Linked DNA regions of Mus musculus: all the other regions are linked to region 2. The links are chromatin contacts, called in public HiChIP or PLAC-seq and promoter capture Hi-C maps. All regions are on one chromosome and are shown on one strand. Each heading gives the region's core, a stretch centred on a gene start, on an enhancer-like site or on the middle of the called end of the contact. The rest is flanking DNA. Distances are from core to core; before and after follow the strand shown. Region 1 holds the start of BC005537 (cDNA sequence BC005537). Region 2 holds the start of Scgn (secretagogin, EF-hand calcium binding protein). Region 3 overlaps Ripor2 (RHO family interacting cell polarization regulator 2). Region 4 holds the start of Gmnn (geminin).

Region 1 (2,901 bases), core at 112-2,611, 810 kb before region 2:
TCATCAGGATTTAGGTGCGCAGTAAAACACAGCTGACACCGGTCCAATCCTTGAAACCCATTCGCATAGTCCCTTTTCAGAAAAGGGATTAAGAAATTGAGAAAAGGGAGGGAAAATTGTGATGTTGCTTCCCAAATACAGGGAAAAAAAAAATACCCCCCCCAAAACAAAAAACCCAAAAACTGAAAACCACCAAAACAGGGTAGGTGAATGAAACTGAAATCCCCAGTTGGATTTTACCCAGCCAGATCCATGGCTGTAGTACCTGATTAATTCTTAGTTATTTCAGATTTCACTACTGCTATGAACTGTCAGTGCTTTGCTATTGATTACACTTGGTGGTGAGCAAAGAGAAAAGTGCAAAATCAGCAGAGAAAGAAGGGGAGAGGTACAGGGTTTCCCTGCAATCAACTACAGTGTATACCGGGGGTGGACAGCTGTTGCCCAAAGGAGTCATGAGAAAAAACAGCGGAGTCATTACCAACTTCCCCATCACCCACGTTTTCACCCTCAGGCGGCTGCGAACGCTGCTGCCAAGGAGAACCATGATGGCAGAGGGAAAGGGGGGTCTATTAAACGGTATTAATAGTTATTCCGGCTCTGTGATTAGCCCTGATTAATGCCCGGGATCCAAGCACCCTTAGCCCTGCGGTGGGTTCTACATTCCCCGGGGAGCCCTCCGTATAAATTTGACCCCGTTCAAGTTCGGGATGGTAGGGAGTTCGATTATCTTCGTGTGAGCATGGCTGAGGCTAAGGTGGCGGGTTCTCCCACGTCCCAGGCCGGGCCCGGGGATCACCTGCCTTCGACCCCCAGGTCCCACCCACAACCCCTGGCCTTCAGCGGCAGCGACTCACTCGCACCACGGGAGACACTGGATCACTCGGGTTCTCACTCATTTCAATGTGGAAACAATTCCCGCCCGGGTAGAGGAGGCGGGAAGAGAGTTAAGTAGGAAGGATCAGTTGGGAGGAGGGGAAAAGAAGAGAATAATCGTGTTAATAATAATTACTTCTTAAAAGGAAGCCCACCCTCCCACCCCAAAAAAAAGCAAGGAATGAAGTTCCCGGGTTCTAGATTCGCTTTTCCCGTTCAACAGCCCATGTTTCCCGAGTGGGGGCGGCTGGGTGGTTTCCCAAGGGGACAGAGAGGCCGGGATCTAGGCGGCAGGGCGGGGTCCCCGCGGAGAGGAGAGCGGGACTCGCAGGCCGACCGTCGGTGGGCCGTCTAGCCGCAGCCTGCGGGCGGAGCGGCGGCTGCGGAGGAGGAGGCGGCGGCGGCGGCGGGGGCGCTGCTCGTGGCGCGGGCGGGAGCCATGTCAAGAGAACACGACGGGCCGACGGAGCCCCTCCATGCCCGCTGCGCTGCGCTCTGTGGCCGGGCCACGCGCGCTGCTGCCGCCACTCAGCCCCCACCTGGGCCCCATAGTCGGGCTCGGCGCCCCGGGCGGCGACGGAGGGAAGGACGCGGCGCGGGGTTGGTAGGGGGAGGGGGGAGACGGCGAGGAAGAGGAAAGCGCGCGGGAGGGAAGAGGGAAGGAGGGGAGCCCTGCGCTACGGCCTGTCCGCGGAGTGAGCCCGGCAAAGTTGTCTCGGTTCGAGCGTCGGCTCCCGAGGCCTGCTTCGCCCAACAGTCCGGTTCAGGAAGATAGTCCAAGAGAGAGCCCCGACGGATGGGGGGAGAGAGCCGCAACGGAGGAGGAGGTCGAGCGTCCGCGGGGCCACAGCCTCGGTTCCCCCACCCCCCGCACCGGAGTGGCTTCAGAAGCAGCGGCTGCCGCTGGAACCTCCCGGGTCCGGGGCTGAGTCGCGTTTGAGGAAAAGAAACAAGAACAAACAACTTAAAATGGCAGCGACGGCTGCTGCGTCACCCGCCCCTCCGCGGCACCGCCCCGAGCGCTCTACGCCTGCGCGCGCCCCGGACGCTACCATCTGTGGCAAAAACTGAAGGGGGAGGCGGGAAAAGAAGCGTGAAGGTTTTCACAGTTATGGAGACAGAAAAACCGAAAAGCTAGTAATGTGTGACATATAAAAGTCGGTATAAATAGTGAGTAGCTTTGAAATTAGGCTTTCAGTAAGATACTTCTTTTCCTAGGGGTGTTTGAGAACACACATTTCCCCTATTTATCAATATGGAAAGTCCTAAGGCGTGGCAAGGGTCTCCCGCCACTCCCTCCGCCCCTCTGTCCCTCCGTCAGGCTGTCCAGGTCTCCCCCGCCCCGTCCTTTTACGTCATAAGAGCACGCCCCCTACGCCCTCCATGACGAAGCGGAGAGAGTAGCTCCACCCTGGGCTATGCTGGGGAGCGGTAGTTGGACTTAGGGGGTGGGGTAGGGTGGGGGTCCTGTTAAAGCAGCGGTTCTCAACCTGTGGGTCGCACCCCATACGGGAGAATCCAATGATCCTTTTATAGAGGTTGCCTAAGACCATCGGAAAACATTAACATTCATAACAGCAGCAACATTACAGTTAAGAAGTAGCAACAGAAATTTACGGTTGGGAGTCAGCACAATATGAGGAACAGTACTGAAGGATCTTAGCAATGGGGAGGTTGAGAATCACTGCTCCAGAGATGCTCAAAAGCCAAAGCCGGGGAAGTGGGCGGAAAAATGGGTGTTGGAAGGGCCAGAGTGAGGAAGAAACCCGGAAGACTGAAGGGTGGTTAGGGTCATTTTATTATTCCCTAGAAGTCGGCCAGTTGGCAACAACGGAGAAATCATTTCGAGTTAGCGGAATGAAGCTTGCTTGCACCCCAACGAGTATAGCCTCAGTCCATGCGCCTCTATCCTCACCCCTCTTCCTGCACCACCAAGGCGAACGGACCTCGGGCTTTAAGCGACAGAAGCCCTTGTATGCGTTGTTGCTAGGATCGGAAGAGGCAGCCGAACTCTACGTGTGATTC
Region 2 (3,240 bases), core at 205-2,704:
CTCTTGGCTATCAATTTTTCAAACTTTTCTTCCGTTTTATAAATCCTTTTTAAAGAACACAGTCATTCCGTCATAAGGCAACAACACAAAGGCAGCCTGATTCACTGGGGACTTCCACGCGTTTCTCTGACCCTCTCAGCAGCCCTCCAAGGCAGACATTGTACTCTTCGTTATAAAATATGAAAGCTGAGACGTAGAGACCTAGAATAGTGACCCATCACAGAGTTACCACTTGGTTCAGCCAGGATCCTGAGCTGGAACTACTGAGTCTCATGCGCTCTACTACTGTCATTTAAATAGCTTACCTCTGTTGCTCCTTACGAATAAATTGAATGCTAGCAGCAGACCACAAAGGAAGGGTGTTCTTACTCCAGCTCATTCTCCCCATCTCTCTGTTGAGTTTCACATGGCGGCACAGGCGAGCTGTGACACATAGTAATCCCCCAGCCTCTTGAGTATTGGAGGTTGCAAGCTTGAGTCACCACATCTAGCTCAATTTTTGCCTAACTCCTTCTACTGATTCCTTAGCAAGATGTTTGAAGTCCAAAGTCACCAGGTTAGTCTCTTTATTCTCTCAGAAGTCAACTGGTCAACAGTTTTCAGTTTTAATCATTAGAAAACGTGCTCAAAAAAAAAAAAAAAAAAAAAAAGAAAAGAAAGAAAGAAAAGAAAAGAAAAAAAAGAAAACGTGTTCCTTTAAATGGTGGCTGCCAATTTGTCTTAAAGTGTCTCTAAGGAGTCAGTTACAAACATCTGAAAACTCTTCCATAGATAGCATGTGTTGGGTAGACCCCTTTCTTGATACAGTGTGGCTAGGTTTATTTGTGCTTCAGCGTTTTGCTTCTCTTTGTGGATGTTTTGTTTGGTTTTGTTTTGGAGACAGGATATCACTTTGTAGCTCAGGCTGCCCTGCAACTCACTGTGTATCACAGCAGTCCTATTCCAGACTCTGTAGTTCAGGAGCTACAGGTGTGTGCCACCCATGCCTGGCTCCCTGCAGCATCTTAATGGCACCACTTCAAGCCACAGTGACTGCAGTAGCAGGTCCCTACAGTACACTACAGTTCAGCAACGGGTGTGTTTTCTGATGCCTCGTTTGGCTCCAGAGGCCACTTCTGAACACCTTCATCTCTCTTCTTCCCTCCGCACCACAGTATGTGTCCTGTCTTATCCAATCCGTAAGGTGCCAGCACTGACACTTTTTCAACCCTAAACATAGACAGCCCGTTCCAGGAAACCCCTTGAGACATTAGTTTGAAAGGTGAGTCAACCTGAAGAGAATGTTTTCGTGAGTTTGACAAACAACTTAAACGGAAAGGCAGTGAGCCGTGAACAGGAGAGACAGTTCCCAGTTTCTTTCTGTCTGATCCCCATCACCCTCCTCACCCCATCCCTTCCCCCTACAGCTAACAGGCAGGAGCCCCGCTGAGATCTGCCGGGCGTGCGGGGCGGGGCAGGAGGACGCCTGCGGGTTGCCTCCTGGAGCCTGACATCTAGACTGAAGACTGCTCAGCGACACCAACGAGCCCGGACGCCCTCGAGCTTGCCTTGCCCACTGGTACCTAGCTAGAGAGGGAGGAAGTGGACCGAAGAGTCGGGAAATACTGCTAGGCGAGTTTACCCACATCAGCACCATGGACAACGCACGCAGAAAAACTCCAGCTCGGCTGGATGCTGCCTGCTTCTGGCAGATCTGGCAGCGCTTCGACAAGGAAGGTGAGTAGCTTTGGTCAGTTGAGCGCCTAGCGTAGACACAGAGGGAACTGGAATTTCTCCTAAGCGCCTTTCTCTATAAGAAAAGTTGACTACTGAGTGCCGGAGAAAGTACCCTCAGCATACGCTGATTTTACATATCAAGAAAGTGTCTGAAAAATTCTGAGTGGACTGAGCACTTTCCTGCTTCCCAACCTGTGGCTGTGTGAGTGACGTGCAGTTAATATATTAACAAACATCATTGCATATGTATTCCAGGCTGTTGGGCTGAAACTCAGCAATCTGTGGTGCTTTGTAAATGTGACAGTTTTTCATTAGTGACTGTCACGTTACCCAGTCTCCATTCTCTACAAAGGAGGATGAGTTTCAGCAACGTGCAGATTTATGTCCCTCTACTTCAAACCACGTGCTTGAACATAAAACACATCTGTTTACCATTTGGCCTTGTCCATTGATAATTACACACACACACACATACACACACACACACACACACACACACACACACACACACTGCCTGAAAGGCATGCTTACATACAAAAGCTAGGACTTAGTATTTACCCCTCTCAAGATATTAGTAGATAGATACTGAAGTAACAACAACAACAATAATAACAATAAAGTGTGAAGGTTACAGAGATGGCTCAGCCATTAACATTATATACTGCACTTACAGAAGACTCAGGTTTGGCCCCAGCGCATATGTTAGGTGGCTCCCAACCACCTGAACTCAACTCCGGAAAATCTGATGCTAGCTTCTAAGGGCACCTACACTGACTTGCACCACACTCTCAACCCCTAGACATGCTCACATTTACATAATTAAAATAAAATACAAACCTTTTAAGAATAGGAAATATAAAACTGAGACCAAACCCAAATCTAAATAGCAAGGCATGGTGGCACATGCCTGTGATCCTAGCAATTGGGAGGTAGAGGCAGGAGGATCAGGAGTTCAAAGTCTTCCTCAGATACATAGCAAGTTTGGGGCTAGCCTGGGCTCTATGTGACACTGCTTCAAACCTCACACCTGTAATATACTTTTAGACAAGTATTGTCCCATTTATTCTATATTAGTGACTATTATTTATGCTTATTTTCTTGCACTAGAAAAAGGTTACATAAGAGAGACAGAGCTGGATGCCTTCTTTGATCATTTGCTGGCAAAATCTGGCACTGAGGTAAGTACTCATAGCATAGAGCACTTGCGTATGTGTCTCAGCAAAATACGAGCCACGGAGTCTTGTGCTGATTTGAACCTTAATCCCGTATGACCTTGTTTTTTCTTTGCACATAAGATCTCTCCCTCTCCCAGCAACATAAAGAGATTTAGGCAGGTTTTATAAAAGGTATCATCACATTAGGCATTCTGGCCACTGATTTTCACTGAAACATCTGTCATGCAGTTAGATTGCCTACCTTTTGTGGACTCAATCAACTGTAATTTCAATGTTTCCTTGGTTACATCTCTGCTAATGGATTTCAACAAGAGGTAGGGTTAACTCCTAGATCAAAAGCACAAAGGAG
Region 3 (3,255 bases), core at 436-2,935, 700 kb before region 2:
CCTTCCTGTGAGTCCTTGTCCCCACACCTGTCACTTGTCTGCAGCACACTCATTCCTGTTTCTCTCATTCTACTTATATAGCACAGTGATGCCACTGTTGATGCTTATGAACTTGCTAGAAGTAGACTGTCATGTACCCCACACTGGTGATTAAGAAAACAAACCCAGGGGCTAGAAAGATGGTTAAGCAATTGTGAGCACCGACTGTTCTTCTAGAGTGCCTGGGTTCAATTCCCAGCACCCACGTGGCAGCTCACAACTGTCTGCAGCTCCAGGATCTGACAGAGACAGAACTCAACTGCACATAAAAATAAATATAAATAAAGAAAAGAAAACAAACTAAATCCAATCAACAAACTGCCAATAGCCTGTTCCTTCAAAAGAAGAAGTGTGTCTTAGGATGATTAATGCTGCGATGAAACACCATGACCAAAGCAACTTGGGGAGGAAAGCGATTATTTAGCTGAAGCGTCACTGTCACGATTCATCAGTGAACGGAAGTCAGGACAGGAGCCCAAACAGGGCAGGAACCTAGAGTCAGGAGCTGATACGAAGGTCATGGAGGCTATGGAGGGTTTCTGCTTATTGGCTTTCTCAGCCTGCTCTCTTATAGCACCCAGGACTCCCAGTCCAGGGATGGCACCACCCACGATGGGCTGGGCCCTTCCCCATCATCACAAATTAAGAAAATGTTCTATGGCTGGATCTTATGGAGGCATTTTCTCAAATGAGGCGCCCTCCTCTCAGGTGACTCTAGCCTGCGTTGATTGACAGATCCAGTTAGCACAAGGTGCCTTTTCTTCCCCTGTGTCATCTGCAGGTCAACTTGAGCCTACCGCTTCAGCAGCAACACCTTGTCAGAATACACGGCCGCCGCCCTGGGACAGCTCCAGAGTCCCAGCTTCCATTACCCTTTCCACCTTCCTATTGATATTTACCAAAAGCCCACTGTGTGAGGGTGAAAATATTAATTTACATTTTAGAATTTCTCACTAAAAAAAAAAAACTATGACATAATTGCAGTGAAAAAATCAGCACAGACGTTTTCTATTTCTAACCTTTGAGTCCTGGGGCAAGTTTCTCCTGTGCTTGTACGTGCTTGTGCATGTATACACAGGCATATGTATGCCTATGTTTGCGGATGCTTCATAGACCCTTTTTTTTTTTTTTTTTTTTTTTTTTTCCTTTTTGAGATGGGATCTCTTACTGAACCTGGAGGTTGCTGTTTGGTTAGATTGGCTGGCCAGAAAGCACAGGGACCTACTACCCATCTCAAGTCCCTTTTCCATCAGAGGCCAAGTTGGGATTATAATCACATGACCCGATGCCCAGCTTTTTATGTGGGCTCTGCAGATCCAAACCCATATCCTTTTGCTCGCTTTATGCTGTCTTCCCTGCCCTGGGTTGTGTTTCTAGCAAACAAGATTTTACTCACGTAGACATAACAAGGATGATGTCACACTGTGTGTTTTACCTTCAGTGAATGGCTCAATTTATCTCAAATGGACAAATCTGCTTCCCATTGACCCATGGGCATGGTGATGAATAAGACGAATCCAGGGAAGCTTCAAAATGGGCTCACCTCTTACCATCTTTCGACACTAGATGGCAGCAGCTCACCAACTTGGCATGCCTTTTAGTTGGCGAGCCCATGCATTTAGGAGCAGCTCTCGCTAACAATTAGAAGCTAATGAGCCACTTAGGAGGACCCACTGTAATAAAAGCAGGATTGGAGGAAGCGATTTTCATGAATAATTCTGGAGCATTTAGGCTTTTTTCCCCCACCTCCACAAAAACACATCGGAAAGAAAGCACTGCTGGCTGGCTTTTATGAATCTGAAGCCCAATGTGCTAATTCTAAGAAAACCCTATTTACCCTTTGAATACCTACAAATTATCAGCTCCTGGTTAATCCACTAGCTGGTTACATGTTGAGGTGACAATAGGGACCCCGCTTCAGGGAAGCTGACTATGTACCATGATGGATACGTTGAGAAGGGTGGGGGGACTCTTTGACGATCTCCCTTCTCAAAATCACCAGAAATTTCTTATCACGGGAGGAGGAGGGCTGGGGTCGTGATGAGTTTTGGGTCTCACTGTCCATGGAATGAACACACCTTATTGACATTCCTTATAAGGCATCTCCAGCCTCTGGTGACAGTGATAACAGCAGAATGGCAGCAGGTAGGAGGAGCCAGTTCCAGCCGAAGCTCCCCAGGCGGGGGGAGCACTTCTGCTGGAGCACCAGCTATCGTGGACTTTGGGGCCTGGCTAGGTTCTGCAAATTCTGGCCCAAGGCCCTGCTGGCATTTCTACAGCTGCGAAAAGCCCAGTGTTTTCTCAGCTGCTTGGTGGTAACTGTTGTATCAGCTAGGTTTTCATGATGGCCACTCAGAAATCATCCCTGGGTTCCCTCAGGTGGGTCTCTTTTGATCTTTTACCTTGCTCCTGTGTTAATGATCCAACAGCTCTTCCACAGCCTGAATGGAGGACAGGGTGCTGCCCCCAGTGTGACTGTGGATAAATGATGCCCCCGCTCATGGTTGAACATTTGGCCACCAGCTGGGTAGCTCTGTTGTGGGAGGTTATGGAGTCTTTAAGAGTTAGGGCCTAGCTGGAGGAATCAGACACTGGAGAGTGTGTTCTTGAGGTTTATAACTCTGCTTTGCTTCCAGCCTGTGTCTGGCTTCCTGATCCACTCTAACCCCTGCCTCAGCTGCCGGCCTCTCCGACTACCATAGCTCCCCTTCCCATAGTGGACTAAACTCCTCCAAATCTTAAGCCGCCACGGATCGTTTTCCTCTTAAGTTGTTTCTTTCAGAGAATTTATCACAGTGGAGAAAGGTTGCAGATACAACCTCATAGCTATCTACAGCTACACAGCTATAGAGCCTCCCAGCTACCTACAGCCACACAGCTGCTCACCTGGCTCCCCGTGCCACTGGCTGCCTTTGCTCAGACACGGTTCTGGTCATAGAAGTACTCCATTGTTTCCCAGTTTTGCCATGACCTTCCTAAGAGTGTACCTCGGACTGTGTCTTAGTACTGGCCTTCCTGCTTCCTGGGCAGGTTTCCCAGTTCATCCTAAAGGCCATGGTGACCAGCTAGCACTGACCTCTGGACATGTGTCCTCCTGGAACTCATTTGAATGAGGTCATCGTTGGGAAGAAAAGCAGTTTTCTGTAAGACACGCAGTTCTTAGCTTCTTTTCTGATTTGGGGTCCTGAATCCAGCTGGGTCCTTACAGGTTTTTGG
Region 4 (2,889 bases), core at 214-2,713, 770 kb before region 2:
TTCGAGGCCAGCCTGTTCTACAGAGTGAGTTCTTGGACAGTCCAGGCTACACAGAGAAACCCTGTTTGAGAAGCAAGCAAGCAAACAAAATAATCCACAAAAATTTGAGTAGGAAGAATCTTAACTTTCCCACCAAGAACTTTCTTCCTCATCCAGACCTGAAGTCCAGGTCTCACTAGAGAGCATGAGAGAGCAAAGGAGAAGTCGCCAGTATTCTGAGGGCAGAACACATATGCAGTTCCTCTGGAACTTGCCAGGGGACTTGAGGCTGAGAGGTGATAGTGTGGTAACTGGCTGGACCATAGAATACAGGTTCTCTGTGGAAATGGATAGAATATTTTCCCATTGAGCAGGATTTAGTGCTGGCTAACATGCAACATTTTGTATGTGTACAAATGCTTGGCCTGCATGTATGGGACCTGCTGCCCCCCTTCCCCCCACTGCCATACCTTCCCGACTCTGAGGACTGTACGCTTAAATTGTGAGCCCCGACAAACCCTTCCTTAAGTTGCACTGGTCAGGTATTTGTTACAGCAACAAGTAAGGTGACAAATACATTGACTTTTCTCAGCCTCTAGGCCATCGCGGTTCCCTTGGCCCTAGTTCTGTTTCCTTCTAAATTGTTATTGACTGATAAAGCAGGTTCTGGTGTTAGCAACCCTACTGCATTCTGTCTATGTAACCTGGCTGGCTTTAAACTTATATTTATATAGCCAGCCAGGAAGTCCTTTATAGAGGTTTCCTGTATTGCAGCCCTCCCTCCTTTGTTTAGATTTACTGAGGTATAGTTTAGGTTTTTCAAAGTTGCCTGTGTGATGCATATTCATCTTGGTGTCCATGAAGGGCATCAGATCTCCTGGAACAAGGGCTATGGATGGTTGTAAGCCACCATGTGGGTGCTTGGAACCAAACCCAGGTTTGTCCCGTGCAAGAACAAATGCTCTCAACCAAGGAGCCATCTTGCCAGTTAATTGAGGTCTAGTTCAAATACAGTAAAAGTCATCTGTCTTAAGTATAGAGTTAAAATTCCTCAGCTTCAACTTTTTTTGTTAGCTTGAAGCGGGCCCTTGCTATTTCTAGTGACTGTCACAGTGTGACTTTTGAGTCATCACGTTTCGTCTGTTTATTTGCTTCCTTTAGTGTGTGCGCATCTAGGTATGCATGCTTGCATGTATGTATATTAAAAACTAAACACACAAAATACCTTGGAAAAAATATATGTATATTCTCGTGTTTGCCGCTAGTGAGAGTCTCTTTTGTCCTCGCCGGCAGACACTTGGAGCCGGAAGCGGAGGGTCAGACGGCAAGGTCAGAGGGCACACACTCCTAAGGCAAGAGGAACCTCGGTGACCTCTTCCAGAGACTGCACGCACCTTGGCTGGGTGCGCAGGCGCACGGAAGCCACGGGCGCGGTGGGCGGCGGCGAGAGGCGATTGGCTGAATGCCGAGGCTCCGCCTTTCGGCGCGTCAGCTACCGGGTCGGCGGGTTAGTCTGCAGGTTCGGGTCGTTCTGGCGTCGTTGAATCCGGTGTGGTGCCAGGGCCTTGTGCGGCTCTCACGCTCGCCGGGAACTGAGCATTGCTGTCTGTGAGTCCGAGGGCGCGGGAGACCGAGGGCGGGGCGAGTGCAACTCCGGCCGCGGGATCGCCGGGCTGGCCCGAATGCCCGGCCTGCTTCTCAGCCACGGGGAGCCGGCCTGGGAGGCGACGATTTGAAGGGACCCGAGTCTGGGGACTTGAAAGGGACCCGAGTCTCGGCCCGACTGCAAGGCAAAGCTGGGCGAGCTGAGACGAGGGGCTGCGCCATTGGTGAGGTCGGTTTTGGCGCGCTCTGGTGTTCGCTCTTCCTATTGGCTGGCGCGCGCCGCGTTGGGCGGGGCCGGCGCGCCCGGGGAAGTTTGCTGCCTCGGAGTCCGGGCTGATTGCACGGCTAGGGGTTGAACTGGGTGTAGATCCCTCCCGCCTGCTCACCAACTGCAGCAAACGCTACTCCTGGGACAAGGGCATTGAGTCCTGCGTCTGCTCTCCCAGTGGTGCCGCTGTAGGTGATAGTAGGTTCTCCGACACTGTCTCTGTGCTCACGACTCACTAATGATAGCGGGATCTTGGCCCACTGCCTTCGTTATCCAAGTCTGGGCCTGGTGTCAGTGCTCAGTCTCCTGCACCCAGGAGGTTGAGGCAGGAGGTACAGGAGTTCAAGGTCAGCTTTGCCCACTTAGCCATTTAAAAAGAAAAGAGAAATACATCAAAGCCCCTGCGAATAGGTTTCCGATCGGGTTTTTTGTTTGTTTGTTTGTTTGTTTGTTTGTTTTTCCGAGACAGAGGGTTTCTCTGTGTAGCCCTGGCCTGGAACTCACTCTGTAAACCAGGCTGGCCTTGAACTCATGAATCCGCCTGCCTCTGCCTCCCAAGTGCTAGGATTAAAGGCGTGTGCCACCGCTGCCCAATTTTTGTTTTGTTTTGTTTTGTTTTGTTTTTGGCGATCGGGTTTTATTAACTTGAAATAGAATAGGAAATAACAGAACACCACTCTGGCTGGGCTATAAGTTGTTTATATTTGCATACATGGGTGAGTGCCAGGGCACAATGTAAATTTTTAATTACATGTAAGTAAGAGGTGGGGGGTACAGTTTACCGTTCCCCCTAGCCTCCTTTTAAATTCAGCTTGGTCTTGTGTTTGCTACGTAGCTGACTATAACCTTGAATTCTGGTTCTCTGCCCAGCTGCTGGTATTATGGACTTGTGTCTGGTTATGCAGTACCAGGAACTGAGCTGAGCCTTTGTGCATGCTTGTTATGCACAGTACTCACTGAGCTCGACATCTTGGTTGGAGCCAAAAGATCTTGGGTTTTGTTTTTGTTTTTGAGACAGGCTCTTGGCTGCGTAGCCT

What was found. Promoter capture Hi-C pulls out the DNA fragments that hold promoters and counts their contacts. HiChIP or PLAC-seq counts read pairs in DNA pulled down with a chosen protein or histone mark.
Region 1: an H3K27ac HiChIP or PLAC-seq map of embryonic stem cells shows a contact between it and region 2, with 2.2 times the contacts expected there. The contact joins the promoter of BC005537 here to the promoter of Scgn in region 2. A contact is called at or near these places in 3 of 39 promoter capture datasets (cranial neural crest, hippocampal neurons and second pharyngeal arch cranial neural crest) and 1 of 115 datasets of contacts at active chromatin or transcription factors (embryonic stem cells).
Region 3: a contact with region 2 is called in a promoter capture Hi-C map of hippocampal neurons, with 2.7 times the contacts expected there. The contact joins the enhancer-like site here to the promoter of Scgn in region 2. A contact is called at or near these places in 7 of 39 promoter capture datasets (cranial neural crest, embryonic stem cells, hippocampal neurons and 3 more) and 2 of 115 datasets of contacts at active chromatin or transcription factors (astrocytes and embryonic stem cells).
Region 4: a contact with region 2 is called in a promoter capture Hi-C map of hippocampal neurons, with 3 times the contacts expected there. The contact joins the promoter of Gmnn here to the promoter of Scgn in region 2. A contact is called at or near these places in 5 of 39 promoter capture datasets (cranial neural crest, frontonasal cranial neural crest, hippocampal neurons and 2 more).

The regions. Positions count from the first base shown.
Region 1 is chr13:24,800,117-24,803,017 of GRCm38.p6, reverse strand. BC005537 (cDNA sequence BC005537) reads right to left here and starts at 1,361. Exons shown (of 5, transcript NM_024473.3): 1 at 1-1,361.
Region 2 is chr13:23,989,428-23,992,667 of GRCm38.p6, reverse strand. It overlaps Scgn (secretagogin, EF-hand calcium binding protein), which reads left to right and starts at 1,454. Exons shown (of 11, transcript NM_145399.1): 1 at 1,454-1,716; 2 at 2,824-2,894. The coding sequence starts at 1,635.
Region 3 is chr13:24,685,866-24,689,120 of GRCm38.p6, reverse strand. All of the region lies in intron 8 of Ripor2 (RHO family interacting cell polarization regulator 2), which reads right to left. Among named protein-coding and RNA genes, the nearest start is that of Ripor2, 49 kb to the right of the region's middle. Within about 2 kb of position 1,685, at least 36 of the 459 cell types and tissues checked have an H3K27ac peak or open chromatin away from gene starts, as enhancers often do. A contact at or near this core is called in hippocampal neurons and liver, where this site is marked.
Region 4 is chr13:24,760,511-24,763,399 of GRCm38.p6, reverse strand. Gmnn (geminin) reads left to right here and starts at 1,463. Exons shown (of 7, transcript NM_020567.2): 1 at 1,463-1,587.